4 separate regions of the Mus musculus genome follow, and all the other regions are linked to region 1. A link is a contact called in public HiCAR-type, HiChIP or PLAC-seq and promoter capture Hi-C data. All regions are on one chromosome and are shown on one strand. The core of a region is the stretch at or near the end of the contact, and the rest is flanking DNA. Distances in the headings are between cores, read along the strand shown.

Evidence for each region. Promoter capture Hi-C pulls out the DNA fragments that hold promoters and counts their contacts. HiCAR-type assays count read pairs that join an accessible place to other places. HiChIP or PLAC-seq counts read pairs in DNA pulled down with a chosen protein or histone mark.
Region 2: a promoter capture Hi-C map of second pharyngeal arch cranial neural crest shows a contact between it and region 1, with 4 times the contacts expected there. The contact joins the enhancer-like site here to the promoter of Top2b in region 1. A contact is called at or near these places in 7 of 39 promoter capture datasets (the C10 cell line, cranial neural crest, embryonic stem cells and 4 more), 2 of 484 Hi-C or Micro-C datasets (both in CD4 T cells) and 5 of 115 datasets of contacts at active chromatin or transcription factors (DN3 thymocytes, double positive thymocytes, large pre-B cells and 2 more).
Region 3: a contact with region 1 is called in an H3K27ac HiChIP or PLAC-seq map of large pre-B cells, with 7 times the contacts expected there. The contact joins the enhancer-like site here to the promoter of Top2b in region 1. A contact is called at or near these places in 6 of 39 promoter capture datasets (the C10 cell line, cranial neural crest, embryonic stem cells and 3 more), 4 of 484 Hi-C or Micro-C datasets (CD4 T cells and CD8 T cells) and 6 of 115 datasets of contacts at active chromatin or transcription factors (T-cell acute lymphoblastic leukemia, double positive thymocytes, large pre-B cells and 3 more).
Region 4: a HiCAR-type map of astrocytes shows a contact between it and region 1, with 3 times the contacts expected there. The contact joins the promoter of Thrb here to the promoter of Top2b in region 1. A contact is called at or near these places in 2 of 39 promoter capture datasets (hippocampal neurons and maxillary cranial neural crest), 1 of 484 Hi-C or Micro-C datasets (pro-B cells) and 2 of 115 datasets of contacts at active chromatin or transcription factors (astrocytes and embryonic stem cells).

What each region holds. Positions count from the first base shown.
Region 1 is chr14:16,363,023-16,366,681 of GRCm38.p6, reverse strand. It overlaps Top2b (topoisomerase (DNA) II beta), which reads right to left and starts at 1,476. Exons shown (of 36, transcript NM_009409.2): 1 at 956-1,476. The coding sequence starts at 1,003.
Region 2 is chr14:15,081,715-15,085,265 of GRCm38.p6, reverse strand. No RefSeq gene overlaps it. Among named protein-coding and RNA genes, the nearest start is that of Gm31517, 18 kb to the right of the region's middle. Within about 2 kb of position 1,270, at least 28 of the 459 cell types and tissues checked have an H3K27ac peak or open chromatin away from gene starts, as enhancers often do. A contact at or near this core is called in double positive thymocytes, where this site is marked.
Region 3 is chr14:15,271,671-15,275,099 of GRCm38.p6, reverse strand. No RefSeq gene overlaps it. Among named protein-coding and RNA genes, the nearest start is that of Gm31658, 35 kb to the left of the region's middle. Within about 2 kb of position 1,734, at least 12 of the 459 cell types and tissues checked have an H3K27ac peak or open chromatin away from gene starts, as enhancers often do. A contact at or near this core is called in CD8 T cells, memory CD8 T cells and regulatory T cell precursor, where this site is marked.
Region 4 is chr14:17,658,921-17,662,431 of GRCm38.p6, reverse strand. It overlaps Thrb (thyroid hormone receptor beta), which reads right to left and starts at 1,472. Exons shown (of 10, transcript NM_001113417.1): 1 at 1,408-1,472. LOC115488350 (serine/arginine repetitive matrix protein 1-like) reads left to right here and starts at 854. Exons shown (of 3, transcript XM_030248233.1): 1 at 854-1,200; 2 at 1,268-2,168; 3 at 2,501-2,516. The coding sequence starts at 854. The coding sequence ends at 2,144.

The sequences.
Region 1 (3,659 bases), core at 227-2,726:
TGGCAAGTTACACTGTAAAGTATCTTCTCGAGGCCCTGCAAATGCTGAAACTGTTTTTCTGCTCTTCATAGAAACATCCTTTTTATAAACAACACTTGTCGATAGAAACGACTGCTACCCCAGCCTCATCGAAACCTCAACCAAACAAAGAAAACAAGGAACAAAAATGCCAACCAATACCAAAGTTCCTTAGTGTGTTCAAAAGGCGGGGAACTAGGATCCTCTGGAAGGGATGTGTTAAAGTCCCTGAAATGTGTAAATTTTCTGTCCAAGCTGCTGGCCTCATCTACTAAGTCCGGTGTTTTGTTTGGGAAATGACCCTGGTCTGAACTCAGTGCTGAGTAAGTGAAATGCTGGAGTTATCGATCTGTCCTGGGAGCCGCGTTCCAACTGCTCCCGCTGCACTTGCTAAGTCCACCTCCCTCCAGGAACTGAGCTCTGCAATCCTCCAAGTTCAGGCTTAAGCACCCCCTCACCTCCGAGGGACACCCCTGGGCCCCCACACGGTGTACACGGGAGGCTGACGTAAGTAAACTCTTCTTTTAATCCCGCGGGCGGTCTCTAGCCTGCTGTCAAAGTCGTCCCAAATACCCTCTCTGCGGAATGAGCCTTTTCTGGGGAGGCGCAACCCGCAGTGACCATTCAAGTGCACATTCCTCTGGGACAGGCCGCCGGAAGCCGTAGCATACCGGGCACTATTTTCTGGTGCTGCACTTATGGAGGGTTGGCCCGGAGGCTCGCATTATCGCGGTCCCCCCACTCTCGGTGTGCACCCTGAAGTTTCCGGTGAGCATTGTTCAGCAGCCTGAGCCTTGGTGGAGGCGAAAGCAGAGAGAAAGGGCACACGGGGCTAGGCCCCGACTGCAGCCTGACAGGGCGCCCGCCGCACCACGCTCTCACCCCGCCCGCGTCGCCCGCGGCCCACGAACAATGCGCCCGCCCGCGCCGCACTCACCACCCAGGTCAGCGCCCCGTCAGAGCCCGCGAGGCTGGACTTGGCCATGGCAGCGCCTCCCGTGCAGGCCAGGGGCTGCTCGCGCTCCGGGGACGCCGGGCCCGCCGCTCGCACTGACCGCTGCGCGCAGCACTCCTAGCCGCGCCCCATCGCGGGCCCGAGCCGCTGAGGAGGCCGCGCTGCCCGCCGCCCTCAAACTCGAGCGCGGCGCCCGGGCCTACAGAGTGGTCGAGGACTAGGAAGGGCTGGCGATGCGGCGCGGCCTTCCGGGACCCACGCGGGCGATTGGGATCGCGGATGAGGGACGAGGTTGAAGCGGGCCGGCTAGGACTCGCGAGCCAGAGCCCTGACAGGAATGAGCCGCTGCTTCTCCTCAAGCCACCGAAGCCGCAGAGTCCTCGCCGCGGTCGCCGCAGCCTCAAAGGCCGCCACTGCCTCAAAACCGCCCAAGCGGCGTCTGAACCGGTCCTCCGGAGCACAGTCCAAGAGGGACAATAAACAGAGCCGCCGTGGTGGCCTCCCTTTAGTCCGGCATAACACGGCACACACAGGCGCGCTCCGGGAGGGGGAGGGTGCGGTGGTCACCGGCTGTCAGTCAACCATGGATCGTCCAATCACAGCCTTGTCACTACAGTACTTCGACCAATCCCAAAATTTCAGGCCCCTAGGGGGGCGGGACCCGAGGGGAAAACGTCATTGCGGGTAGCAACTGAGAGGCAGACTTGGGTTTTTTGTTTGTGTCTGAGAGAGAGTGTAAGGGAGAGCGAGGCGAGTGAATGGGGTTTCCGTCAGAAGGGAGAGCAGGCGGCTGTCAAGAGTCATTCCGGGGCATCCAAAGGAGCCGGGAGTCCTGGGACAAGGGCTGTGGAAACCTCCGGACTGTGTCCTGCAGACTTGCCGCGAGGCCGCGGGGGGAGCGGGAGCGGGGGGGGGGGGGGGGAGGGTTGGGGGCAGGGAGGCAGGAAGCCCTAGCCGCCCCCAGGGACTGGGCCCCGGAGGGAGCTAGCGAACTGCAGACGGGACCGTGCGCCGCCTAGAGCAGCCGGACCCCGCGCTCAGGCCCCAGGTTGCTGCTGCATCCGCCCGACCCCCGACCGACCGTCTCTCTGCCTTGCCCCTAAACAGGGCAAGCGGTCTTCAGTGCCACCAGTTAGGGAACTTGGGGTGCTAAGAGTGCCCAGAGAACGTTCCCGGGAAGGAATGCGAACGGGTCAGGACTCCCTTTTCTGGCTACAGACCTTTCCTCCCAACAATGCAGACAGGTCCCTGTCACTTCTCAGCTTTCAGGTACACATCATGAAATAGACTTTTTTCGTGTGGAAGCTTTCTAAGAATAAAATTTGCAACGCCAAAGCTTTTGGCAGATGGAAGAGCTCTTGACTTCACCCAGCCTGTAAATGGAATTGCATTCAACAAGTTCTCTTTGGGCATACTCCCAGCCATGCTCTGTCAGGCGTGGCAATGGGTTTAAAGGGACAACAGCCTCCTCCGACGTCAATCTTCCAAGAGTGACTAACAGGAGGACACCACACCGAAGAACTTTACCCAGCTAGAGCTAACAACTTTCTGTGAAAGTATTTCCTTGAGTCTCTCCGGCAGCTGAGTGCTTCCCTTAAGGGAAACTTTGGGGTCACACCTCTCAATCGCTGCTGCATTCTGAATCCAAGTGGGGAGCTCTGAAACACGGAAATCATTTCAATGTAGTTCTTAATTAGCTCTCTGGAGACCGTGGAATTTCAGTTTATTTGGGGATTCTGACTAAGAACACCAAAACCTTTCTTTACTTTGAATCTAGTGTTAAAGCTTATAAAGCGCTAGGCAGGATCTAAGCTGGGCTGCGCCCCTGACTCTAAAGCACCACAGTCATGTTACCAGCTTTCCCAAGTCCATCATCGGGCCTTCTTACCTGGGGACTTATACTCATTTATGTATTGTGACTTTACATCCCTAAGTACCCAAATACTTCATGTTAGAAAACAGATGATTTTAAAGGTTGGGAATTTTACAGATAAATGTATGTATGCTTATATAAAAGCCAAGCTGTCCCTTTCTCTGATTTTGAGAGGTCTTGCTGTAGCTTAGGCTGACCTTGAACCCTTGATCCTTTATCTCAGGCTCCCAATCGCTGGGATTCCACGAATAACCACCATATTCAGCTCTTGTCTTCTTTTTAAAACATCATTTTAAAAACTCTTAAGCTTCAAATTTTGAACCCAAAATCCAAATAGTTAATTAGTAAAATTCATCTCCCTCTGATGCACTGTTTAAAAGTCATTGGCTTTATAAGTGTAAATAAACTTTTCTAATTATTGTTACTAACCTAGGGGCTGGAGAGATGGCTCAGAGGTTAAAAGAACTTGTTCCTCCTCCAGAGGACCCTGGTTCAGTTCCCAATACCCACGTAATAGCTCAAGACTTTTTTGTAACTCTAGTCCAAAGGATCCAATGGCCTCTCTGGCCTTCTTGAGCACAAGGCACACAAATGGTGCACAGATATACACACAGGCAAAACAATTGTATACATAGTTTTTTTTTTTAATTCAGTACACAAAATTAAATGAGCAAATGAATATTTTAAAGCAGACATTTGTGACAATTAGGTAAATCCCAACTGCTGAAAGACTTTTTATAATAAAACCAGTTGCTCAAAATTTGACCACAGAGTTTCCATCAAGAATACTGTTCAGTAAGTGTATCGTAAGCA
Region 2 (3,551 bases), core at 21-2,520, 1.3 Mb after region 1:
GCCAGGCATGAGGCCCAAAGCTGAGAGTCCTCAGCTAAGGCACAGATTCTGTGTCCAACAAGGGATTCCTCTGTGTTCCCTGCTAAAGCTCATAACTTCTAACCTCAAATCCTGGTAATGGCAGCATGACTGGTATCTGAGGGTCCCTTAGAGAGTATAGTCCACTAGGGTTAGTCCTGTAATTTGAATTAAGAATCTGTGGTTTCTGTATGGTGAATGGTAAAGAATCAGTTTTAATGGATGAGAAATAAGCATTATTGAGATGAAATCTTCTAGGAAGTGTTTCCTTAAGGTCAGCACAGAGAAAGCTGTGGCCAAAGGGGATCTAAGACTAGGTCCAGGCTGGCCACCACCTGGTGCTCTGCAGACAAGCCAGACATCAGCTTTCCTCTGTGATCTCTGTAGTTCCAGCCTCTGGGATGCCACTCTAGCATCCTTTGGGAATGATCTTGATGTGTAATTATGAGATGAAACAAATGCTTTTCTTTCCAAGTTACTGTCAGCCATGGTGCTTAGCATAGTAGCAGAAACCAAACCAAGGCTGAAAAGACAGACTTGGGGGAGAAAACAAAAACCACTTCTGGGATCCATAACCTCTGGAAACTTCACTTCATGAACTCCCACATGGGACCTGAAGATCAGTTCAGCTTCTCTGCCTCCCATAGAGGTTGAACACAACAACCGGCCCTGTAAGCCAAAGGCACTCTTCCTGCAGTGTCACAGGATGAGCTTGCTAGAGCAAGTTGATCAGACTATCCAAATAATAACAATTACCTACTAGTGGCAGTCCCTTTCAGAATCCTGGGGTAAAGTATTCTGTTTAAGACTATAAAGAAAAATAAAGAAAGCTTTGAAACCTCTCATGGACCAATTGAAAATGGGAGAAGTGGCTTCTAAATACTTTGTACTACCCAAATGTTATAATGTCAACCAGAATTTAAAAGGAATAAAATTTAGTGGTTACAAATTAAACAAGATTTAACTAACTGCTTTCTAGACCTGGAGTGTTGCTCCAGATTAGAGGCTCACCCTTGGTTTCAACAACACCATTGTCCTGACTCAGTTTCTCTAATCAGAACCTGAGAGGATAATTCTACTGAGGCAATTGGCTGACAACACAGGAGCAAGGGAGAGTCAGTGGAGAGCCTGCTGAGCTGTCTAAAGTCTTTGCCTGCAGGAAGTGGCAGCTGGAGGCAACACTACACAGGTGACAGGCACTGTGAGTGACGTCCCAACCCCACTAGGCACCTCACAGCACTGCAATAGCACTTGGCTTGTGACTTCCTCTGTGTAGATGTCTAGCTAAAGGAACTGCTTAGGGGAGGCTTCTGAGTGTCTGAGCCCTGAGCCTATCAGTGGCCAGTGGATGGCTCACTAGAGGCTAAGAACTCTAATCTTAGGACATACTTCTACAGCTAAGACTTCTGAACCTCAAACTTATATATCTGCAGTTCCAGTATCCTAGAGTTCTGTGCTTTTTTTCTTTTTCCTGAGAATCCATTCTCCCACCAGAGCAAAAGAAACCGTGACTCTGGTGGGTGTTAGAGGCTGCATTAGCCTCAGAAACCCCATTTTGTATATAACTGCCATCTTGTCCAGGCTGAATTCTGAAAAACAGCTAAATTCCCAGAAACATAGGCCCCTGGTGTCCCTATGAACTAGACCACAGTGTCTCGCCTCACATCTTGTTGGTTAGGACTGAAACCTCATGGTTGCTCTGGCTGGCTGAATGTGATCTAGGCCAGGTTATCAGGGAAGCCCTCTGAGTATTTGACAAGCAGTAACCTGCTCAGGATGCCAGGAGGAAAAAAAAAAAACATTTGGAAGCATACAGCATGTACCCCTTTGGGGACTCCAACCCTTGGCCTCACCTCTCCTGGTTTATGTTTTTTTTTTTGCTTTAAAAGGTTGCTCTATTCTGCCTTTTTGTTGATACAGTTTGGATCCCAAACCCAGCTGTCTCCCTGATATGTCAGCTTTTTGAATAAAGAAACTTTTGTTGGCTCGATTGGGTTTCATAGTGGATTATTCCTAAATCCTCCGACCCTAACAATGGGGACCAAATGTTCTAAACCACACAGGCAGTCAGTGTAAATCTGAATTTCTGAACTGGATAAATACCATGTGTCAAGGACAAGTGCCTGGGACAAGTTTCACTAAGTACCTGTGACTCTTCCTAGCCCTTCTCATCCAGCCCTCTACCCTAAACCCCTCCCTCCCTGGGGCAGGGCTTCTGGTTCACTCTCCCCAGCTTGATAAATATACATGCATACACACACACACACACACACACACACACACACACACACACACCAACCATTTGGCTACAGCTGCCTCTCTTGCCTCAGCTGCTCTCTTGCCTCAGCTGCCTCTCTTGCCTCTCTGGCTTTCCTTCCTGCTCCTTCCACTTACAGTCAGGTTTAGTCTGACAGCCATGTTCAGCCTGGACTCTTCCCTCTGCCTGCTTCCTCCCTTAAATCTACTATAAAATTCTTCTCTACACGTGTCTCCCAACTTTTATTTCATTTTTTTATTCACCATGTATGTGCTGACAGAATTCAACCAGAGGGCCACTTTAACCCTGTAGTTTTATTTATTTTTAAAAAAAACATAATTTTGGTTTATCATGGGGTAGGATGGGCTGTTCAGGAAAAATTAGATGGGCCATTATCTTAGTTAGGGTTTTGCTGATGTGAACAGACACAATGACCAAGGCAACTTTTACAAAGGACAACTTAATTGGAGCTGGCTTACAGGTTCAGAGATTCAGTTCATTTTTATCAAGGCAGAAGCATGGTAGTGTCCAGGCAGGCATGGAGCAGGAGGAGCTGAAAGTTCTACATCTTGGTCTGAAGGCCACTAGAAGCCTGGTAAAGCCTACCTGCAGAGTGACACACTTACTCCAACAAGGACACACCTATTTCAACAAGGACACATCTCCTAATAGTATCATTCCCTGTGGGCCAAGCATATAAGGCTCTAGAGGCCAAACCTATTCAAAGCACTACAGTCATGCTACAGAGTAACTAGCCGAGACTTCAAGACTATAAAGAAAAATAAAGAGAGCTCTGAAATCTCTCATGGACCAATGGAAAATGGGAGAAGTGGCCTCTAAATACTATGTACTACCCAGAATTGGACCCTGGAGCAGAAGGAGAGACAGAGTGAGACATAGGCATAGACATAGACATAGACATAGACATAGGCATAGGCATAGGCATAGGCATAGGCATAGGCATAGGCATAGGCATAGGCATAGGCATAGGCATAGGCATAGGCATAGACATAGACATAGACATAGACATAGACATACAGATAAGGGGGTGGGACAGAGACAGGCAGGCAGGCAGGCAGACAGAGACAGACAGACAGACAGACAGACAGACAGGCAGACAGAGACAGACAGACAGACAGGCAGGCAGGCAGGCAGGCAGACATGGACAGAGAAGGGGACGATCATAGGGGACGTGGTGAGGTCCAGTGACACGTGCTCTATCTGTTCTTTCCTTCACAGTGATTCTGGATTTGCAGATTTGGCAGTGGTGAAACTG
Region 3 (3,429 bases), core at 485-2,984, 1.1 Mb after region 1:
TGTGGAGTTCAATTGTTTTGCTGTTGTTGTATCCTGATCCGATAACACTTGCTTTTTACAGTAAAATGCTACTTCAATTAAATCTTGTATCAATCCTCAATCTACCACGAATTAGCTTCACCCATATCTCTTTAGGACTTCTACTAATGGGCTTTACTTAGGCACACTTTAGAATAAAATAGCTAGTAATTCACACCAGCACAATGTTAGTGCACCTTTTTTATTGTGCTGGAAATTTTGTTTGAGGTTTGGTTGTTCCTGTTGTTGTTGTTGTTTCCCTTCCTTTCCTTTCCTTTCCTTTCCTTTCCTTTCCTTTCCTTTCCTTTCCTTTCCTTTCCTTTCCTTTTCTTTTCTTTTTAAGAGGAAACAACACTTAGTTCTCCTTTGCCTGGTGGATTTTAGCATAAATGTATATAGATAAAGAGTACAAAGAAAAAAATGAGTATAGCAATAGGTTATTGGACTCTGCTAATCAAGATGAGCTAGGTTACATCTGGTTACTGCTCTGGGAGAATCTCTTTTATTGTGATTTCTAAGTCTATTCTAAGTGGTTTTAAATTTTATTCTATGAAAAATTTTAGGTCAATTATGTATTATTGACTAAGTAAATATTATATTACTAGTACATAAATATCTCATTTATATATGATTATAAATAAATCTGCTTATCTGACCAAAATATAAGTATGCTAGTATGACATTGTGTATCTTATGACTGTCATGTAATTTCTCAACACAAAATTTTAAGGTAGATTCTCTTTTGGCCATGCTTTGGCAAGAAGTTTTCAATGTAAGATATTTAGCAAATTGTCTTCAGTAAAGAGCAAAGATGAGATTTTAAGCCAAGGTAGTATGGTATGGTCCCCAAAGTGAGATGCTCCCCTTAATGCCATAGGAATTTAAGGAATGCTGGATAGAATTCTGCCTGGCCCTTCTTTGAGCCACTTTCCTTTCTGGTTATATGCTGACCCCTGCACTGCCATAGCACACATACTGGTAACCGGAGCTGTGACTATCTAAACAGGGAGTTAGCCAGGAGCTTAGGGGAATGCAGCATTACAACAGCCTTCAGGATAACAGCTCAGAACTACCTTCTAGAGAGGCTATGCTTCCTATGTAAGGATCTTTCTTCACTCCTACTACAAGGAACAATACTAATTATTTTCTTTTTTGTGGCAGTTTAATGTTTCCCCAGGGTTGGTGCCCTTGGTTTTAGAAACTGGCTTAGAATACTCATGTCCAGGAATACAAATGCTACACAATGTGAATTTCATTTTCTGCTTGGTTTTGTAAGTGAAATCATACTCTGTTACCACTCCTGTCTGCTGCCACCAAAGGCATTAATGAAATGTGACTTCCAGAATTAGTTTTCAAGATTGTCTTCCATTACACTCAGTTGTCTGAAAATGCTTTTTAAAATCTATGTCTAGACACAATGAGGTGTGGGGAAAGTCACTCTTACTAATGCTCAGTGAGGTCTGCTAGTCACATAGATTGTTTAATCTCTGGATTTAAAGGTCAAGACCTGCACAGAGATTTTAACAGTTACAACTGAGAGCTGTTCTCAGATAAAAACTACACAGATTCATGTTTCACTGTTTGGAGCCCAAGTTTCAGGTTGTCTTCAAAATTGATGTTTCAATTCATCAAAACCTCAGAAGTTGATACAGAGCCAACCATCCTTCAGAAATACATCCTTCTCTTGATCTAAGCTCTTTGTTCTGGATGTGGTTTCTGAAGCACAAAGTTTGAGAGTGAGATGAAAGACCTTGGGGCCATTTCCCTGTGGACAAACTCTCAGCTCTCATTCTGAAGAAACCACACTTAGAAGTGGTCAGCATGGGAAAGAGGTAAGCAGCACACTGTTCACATGGCTCTAGCTGCAGCACAGTATCTTCCAGCATCTCTTTGTAAGCCGGCCAATTCATTGTGACTTAATGTTTACACAGACCTGACTAAGGTTGCACAGTTCTGTGATCAGGCTGTACCCATGGGACATGTAGAAGTATTCTTGAATCATAACTTAGTGTTTCCGGTCCACACATGAGGTGAGCAGCTCAGACTCACTCCTCTTGTGGCACTGTTAACACAGCATGATGAGAGCAGCATCCTAGCTTGAAGTGGTTGACAGATGAGAAAATGCATTAGAGTGTGGCTGTAGTCCCAGGTAACGTGTATTTCTATCTAGATAGTGATTAAGAAACACAAAACCGCTCTTTAAATAAATAAATAAGTGAGTATCTGCTTTCAAAATGATGTATACAATGTCAACCTCCCAAAGATAAGTTATGGAAGAAGCAATTGTTAATGTTCATAGTTTCTAAGAATTGTTGGCTTATATTAATTTTTAATTTTCACTGTCTTAATTTTATTATATAGGTAGGAAACATTTTTCCCACTGCTGGGGGCATTGTTTGGGAAGGTTCTGGAAATTTGTTGTCTGGCGTCTAGATAAAGGAAGTATATTTCAAATAGTATAAGCTTTTATGTTTATAGCATAAGCATGTTTCCTGTCTCATCTCTACATCCTGTTTTGTTGAGATGTGACAAGGTGAGAAAAAAATAGCCAAACACTATACCATCCCTTTCTGCTTTCATAGACTACACCCTCAAGCTATAATCAAATGCCAGCTTTTCTCCATTAAATTGCTTCTTGCCTGGCATTTGTTTGCAGAAATGTTAAAAGTAACTAACACAGAAGTTTGATAACAAGAAGTTGGGTTGTGAAAGTTGGATTGGGAATGTGAGTGTATGATTATGTAGATCATAGGACCAAAGAACATTAAGCATAGCTGCATGCATTATTCTGGTAGGAGCTCATGAGACCAGAATGAAACAGTAAAACTAGAGACACTGAAGGTTATTTTCTGCTTCTGGTTCTATAGAGATACAGGTGAGGAGACCTAGCCCTACTAGAGTGCCTTCTCACTTACAGTGGACTATATACTCATCTCTTGGTTAATTTTTGCTGTAAACTCAAACAGAATTGAAGTGTCTTTAGTCTTGTCTGTATAGCTGCTTCCAGGATGACAGAATGACACAGCCTAAGTTGCTCCTATTGAGCAAATTGTCACAACTGTAAGAAACATAACTAACCTTCCAACCATGATCCAAAGTTAATTCTTCCTCTCTGACAATGGTTTTTGTCAGGCATTTGGTTATAGAAATAAGAAAAACAACTGATACACATGTAGATTGGGAGGCGGCAACAGATTAATCAATACACAGAGAAAATACAAATTTGTTCTAGAAAGGTAAATAAGACTCATTTTTGGTTCCGTATCAAATCTCTGCTGACTTTTATCCTCAGTAAATAGGTTAATGTTAGAATCTACCTTATTGAAACTGACATTCGTGAGTTATAGGAATCATGAGATGAAACCAGGAGCCCTGAGGACTTTACCAGCTCCTTACATTCTTCTCACAGGC
Region 4 (3,511 bases), core at 223-2,722, 1.3 Mb before region 1:
GCAATAAGTTATTCTTCACTAATTTCTTCACATAAAATGGCTCAAGCAAATGCACTTTTTACTTAATATCTCTCCGGGTCAATTGAAGCACGGCCAATCAGCATGAAAACACTCTAAAATCTGCCCCTGTCCAAAATACTTCCCACGAAACACCTTTTCATTAATGGTACCAAGTTCATGACTTCTTTCAGAACGGGAAATAACAAGCTGAAGTGAATTAGGGAGATCAGTCATCCAGAATATTCAGAATGAATCACAGAACGTTTCTTTACCAAAAAGAAAATTTTATTCCTTTGCAACACAGTGAGGATATTTCATTACAGTATCATCAAACATGCTAAACCAGAGATAAATCATATAAAGAAACTCCCCAACGGGTCTACACTACTTAATACGGTCATCGTTAACTAAATTGCTTGCTGTGTTCTCCTTTTCATGCATTGAACAAAGAATGTTCAGTTTTAAACAGGTCTTTAAAAACTGATCACTAGTATCTAGGATCAACCACACTTGAAGAGGAGGAATTTATGCAATGTTATTTTCTGATTCGACAGTCTTTGAGTTCTTCATGTGTGTGCAAAGGGCAGAATGGGATAGCGAACCTGCCTGCCCAGGTATTCTTTTCTTTATTTGACTCACTATAGAAATGCTTAATAGACCCTTTAAAAACTTCCCATTTGGGGCAAATTATACAGTTAGCCTTTAATTAAAAACAAACAAACAAACAAACAAAAAACCAAAAACAACCCACGTATGCACACTCCGCCCCCTCCCTCTTAAAAACAAACCAGAAGGCTTTAAGAATTAGCTCCAATAATAATCCCACTGCAGTCACGGGAAATCTTCCTCCAAAATGACAACTAACCCTAACAATAGAAACCCTCCAAAGACGTCTTTCCCGGTCTTAGGGAGCACAGCTGACACCACCCGGATCGTCACAAACATGCAGAACCCAAAAGAAGCAAAGGAAAAGAGCGATTCTGGAGGGAGGGAGCCTGCGGAGCGGATGAGAGGCAGACTGGCACTGAGCAGCAGCTTATTCAGGACCTTTCTCCTTTCCAAAGCCTGGAGTTCCTGTGCAGGAGCCAAAAAGATGGGACACGAGACCCACAGTCCCTTTAAATCGCCCACCCCCGCGCCTGTCAGCCTCTTCCGAACCCCCATGCCCTACAACTTCCTCCTCATGGAAACTTCCACTGGGTTCGGAGCCCAGGACGTCAAACTCCATTTCACAAGGAGCTTGTCCCTAGTTGGGTTCTGGCTTCAGGTCCCTGCACCGGGTGCCCGAGCCCGAGAGGAGCCGGTCTCAGAGGCCAGCTTCAAGGACAGAGCGCGTCGCTGGCCACCCGCGCCCGGCCCGCAAGACCTGTAGACCTCCCCCCACGCCCGCCCACCCTGCCAAGTTACCAGAGCGCTGGAGCCTGGAGGTGGCGCCCCAAGGCGGCGTGCTGGCGAGCTGCGGCCGAGCAGCCGGTGGCCTCAGCTCTGGTGCTCGTATTAGCCATGCAAAGTTAATCCCGCCGCGTCACGCCGGCCGGCCGCCCGCCCAAGGCTGCGCCGTGCTCGGCCGAGCCGCAGTCTCCTCCCCGCTCCGCCCCCTCCGCCACGGGGTCCAGTACTGCGCGGGCTCCCGAGCGAGCCCTATTCCCTTGACCTGTCAACTCTCCTCCGGCGCCGACGCTGAGGGGCGCAGCGTGGGTCCCAGGACACCGGCGACCTCTCTGCCGCGACCTGCGCGGGCGGCGAGGTGCAGGGCCGGAGTCTCCGACTCCGGAGGACCCAGCGCGGTAGCCTTACTAGGGACTAGGGTGTCAGCTCCTCCGCCGCTGGCGAACCGCCGACCGTTCTTCCCCTCTGGTCCTCTAGCCTGTTCGATTCTCCCAGCAGCTGCGGCAGGCTCAGGCCACCCTGGCTCCGCCAGAGTATCAGAGACGAAATGGCTTCCGGGCTGTGCTCCCTGCCACTGCCCGAGCAACCCTCCACTCGAGTGCCCTGCGCACCTGCCGCTTATGTGCAAATGTCCCCCGCTACGACTCTGCGGTAACGGCGCCTTGTGCGCCACCCTCCCCCGGGGTCACGTAGCTGCGGGTCTGGTGGACACGCGTCCACCCACCCAACTGCAGGAGCGTGGAGGATCCATTTGAGCCATCATTCTTTTAGTTGAAGAGGTAGGAGTGTGACAGGGGGTGGGGTAGGGTATGAATGACAGGAGATAGAGGGGATCTCCAGGGGCACAACCCTCCTGAGTCGCCCGACAGGCGCGGCAGGTGTCACCGCGCTCCTCCTTCCGCCCCCAAACCACTTGTGGTGCGCTTGGAAACACGGGGCGCTCAGATCCTCCTGTGGCTCTGGACGCTCTGCTCCCCCACACCAATGGGCAATGCCTTGCTTGCCCTAAATGAGAAGTGCCCCCCCCCCCCAACACCTCACTGAGTGTGTTCCGGGTTGGTTCTACAAGTAGGGTTTAAAGGGACACCTCGTTATTTCGCCTCTGTCCTAGAAATATAAGTACAAAACCAGAAGACAAAAATAATCTCCACCCTGGAAGGGTTCTGCACTTGCAAGCATAGCGCTGAAATGTCCATACCTCAAGTTCCGAAGGTCAGGTTGGGAGAAAACAGCGGGCGACAGTGTGCTGTTCCAGATGACCCAGGCAGTCTTCCAGCTACGCCTTGGAGGTAGGTTTTATTGGAAAAACGCAGAGTGCTCAGAGAACTCGCAGCCAATGGGAAGTTAACAATTGCGACAAAACTACTTTGATTAAGGACCGAATACAATTATGTTCTTATGAACACTGTTAAAAAAAAATACCTTGAAAAATCTTTCTTCAACATACTCTTGTAACACGGTATAAAAGGGAATGATGTCTAGATCATTTTAAAGAGTTGTCTAGATTTCCCCACGGGTGATAAGGCCCCCCCGGGGGTGTTATTTGGGCAGTCCACAGGAAAGGAAAAAGAAGAAAGGCCAACACACCTCCTGTCACAGCATTAACAACTGTGGCGAGTCAGAAGCAGGACTCAGGAGAGAAAGCAGCTGCTAGAACGTTGCCTTTCCCCGCGGCCAGCACAGACTCGGCTGCCCTTTGAATTCTTTGTAAGAAATCCGTGTTTTATTCCTCACCCGGAATGAAGCTTCACTAAGAACTTGCCGGCTCTAGAGTGAAGGTTGTTTTGCAGGCGAGTTCCTGGGCTTTGCTCCAAAGCTGCCTTGGGAGGTTTTGGTTGGTTTGGAGGAAAGCTGCAGCTTCTCCTACCCAGTTCCTAACCAGACAGCCCCCTGGTGGCTGCAAGGAAAAGCCTGGCTTGGCCCAGGTCGGGGGGGGGGGGGGGGGGGGGGGAGACTTGTGAACAGCTCTGTAATAAGTTAGAAAGGGGAATTCAAGAGGCCCCTGGGAAACCCGGAATCCCTGGACGTTATACTTCTAGTATAATTCTGAGCTATGTTTTTTCTTAAATTCTTTCTGAAGAAAACCACATACTAAAAATGAACTATAACAACAACATCAAAA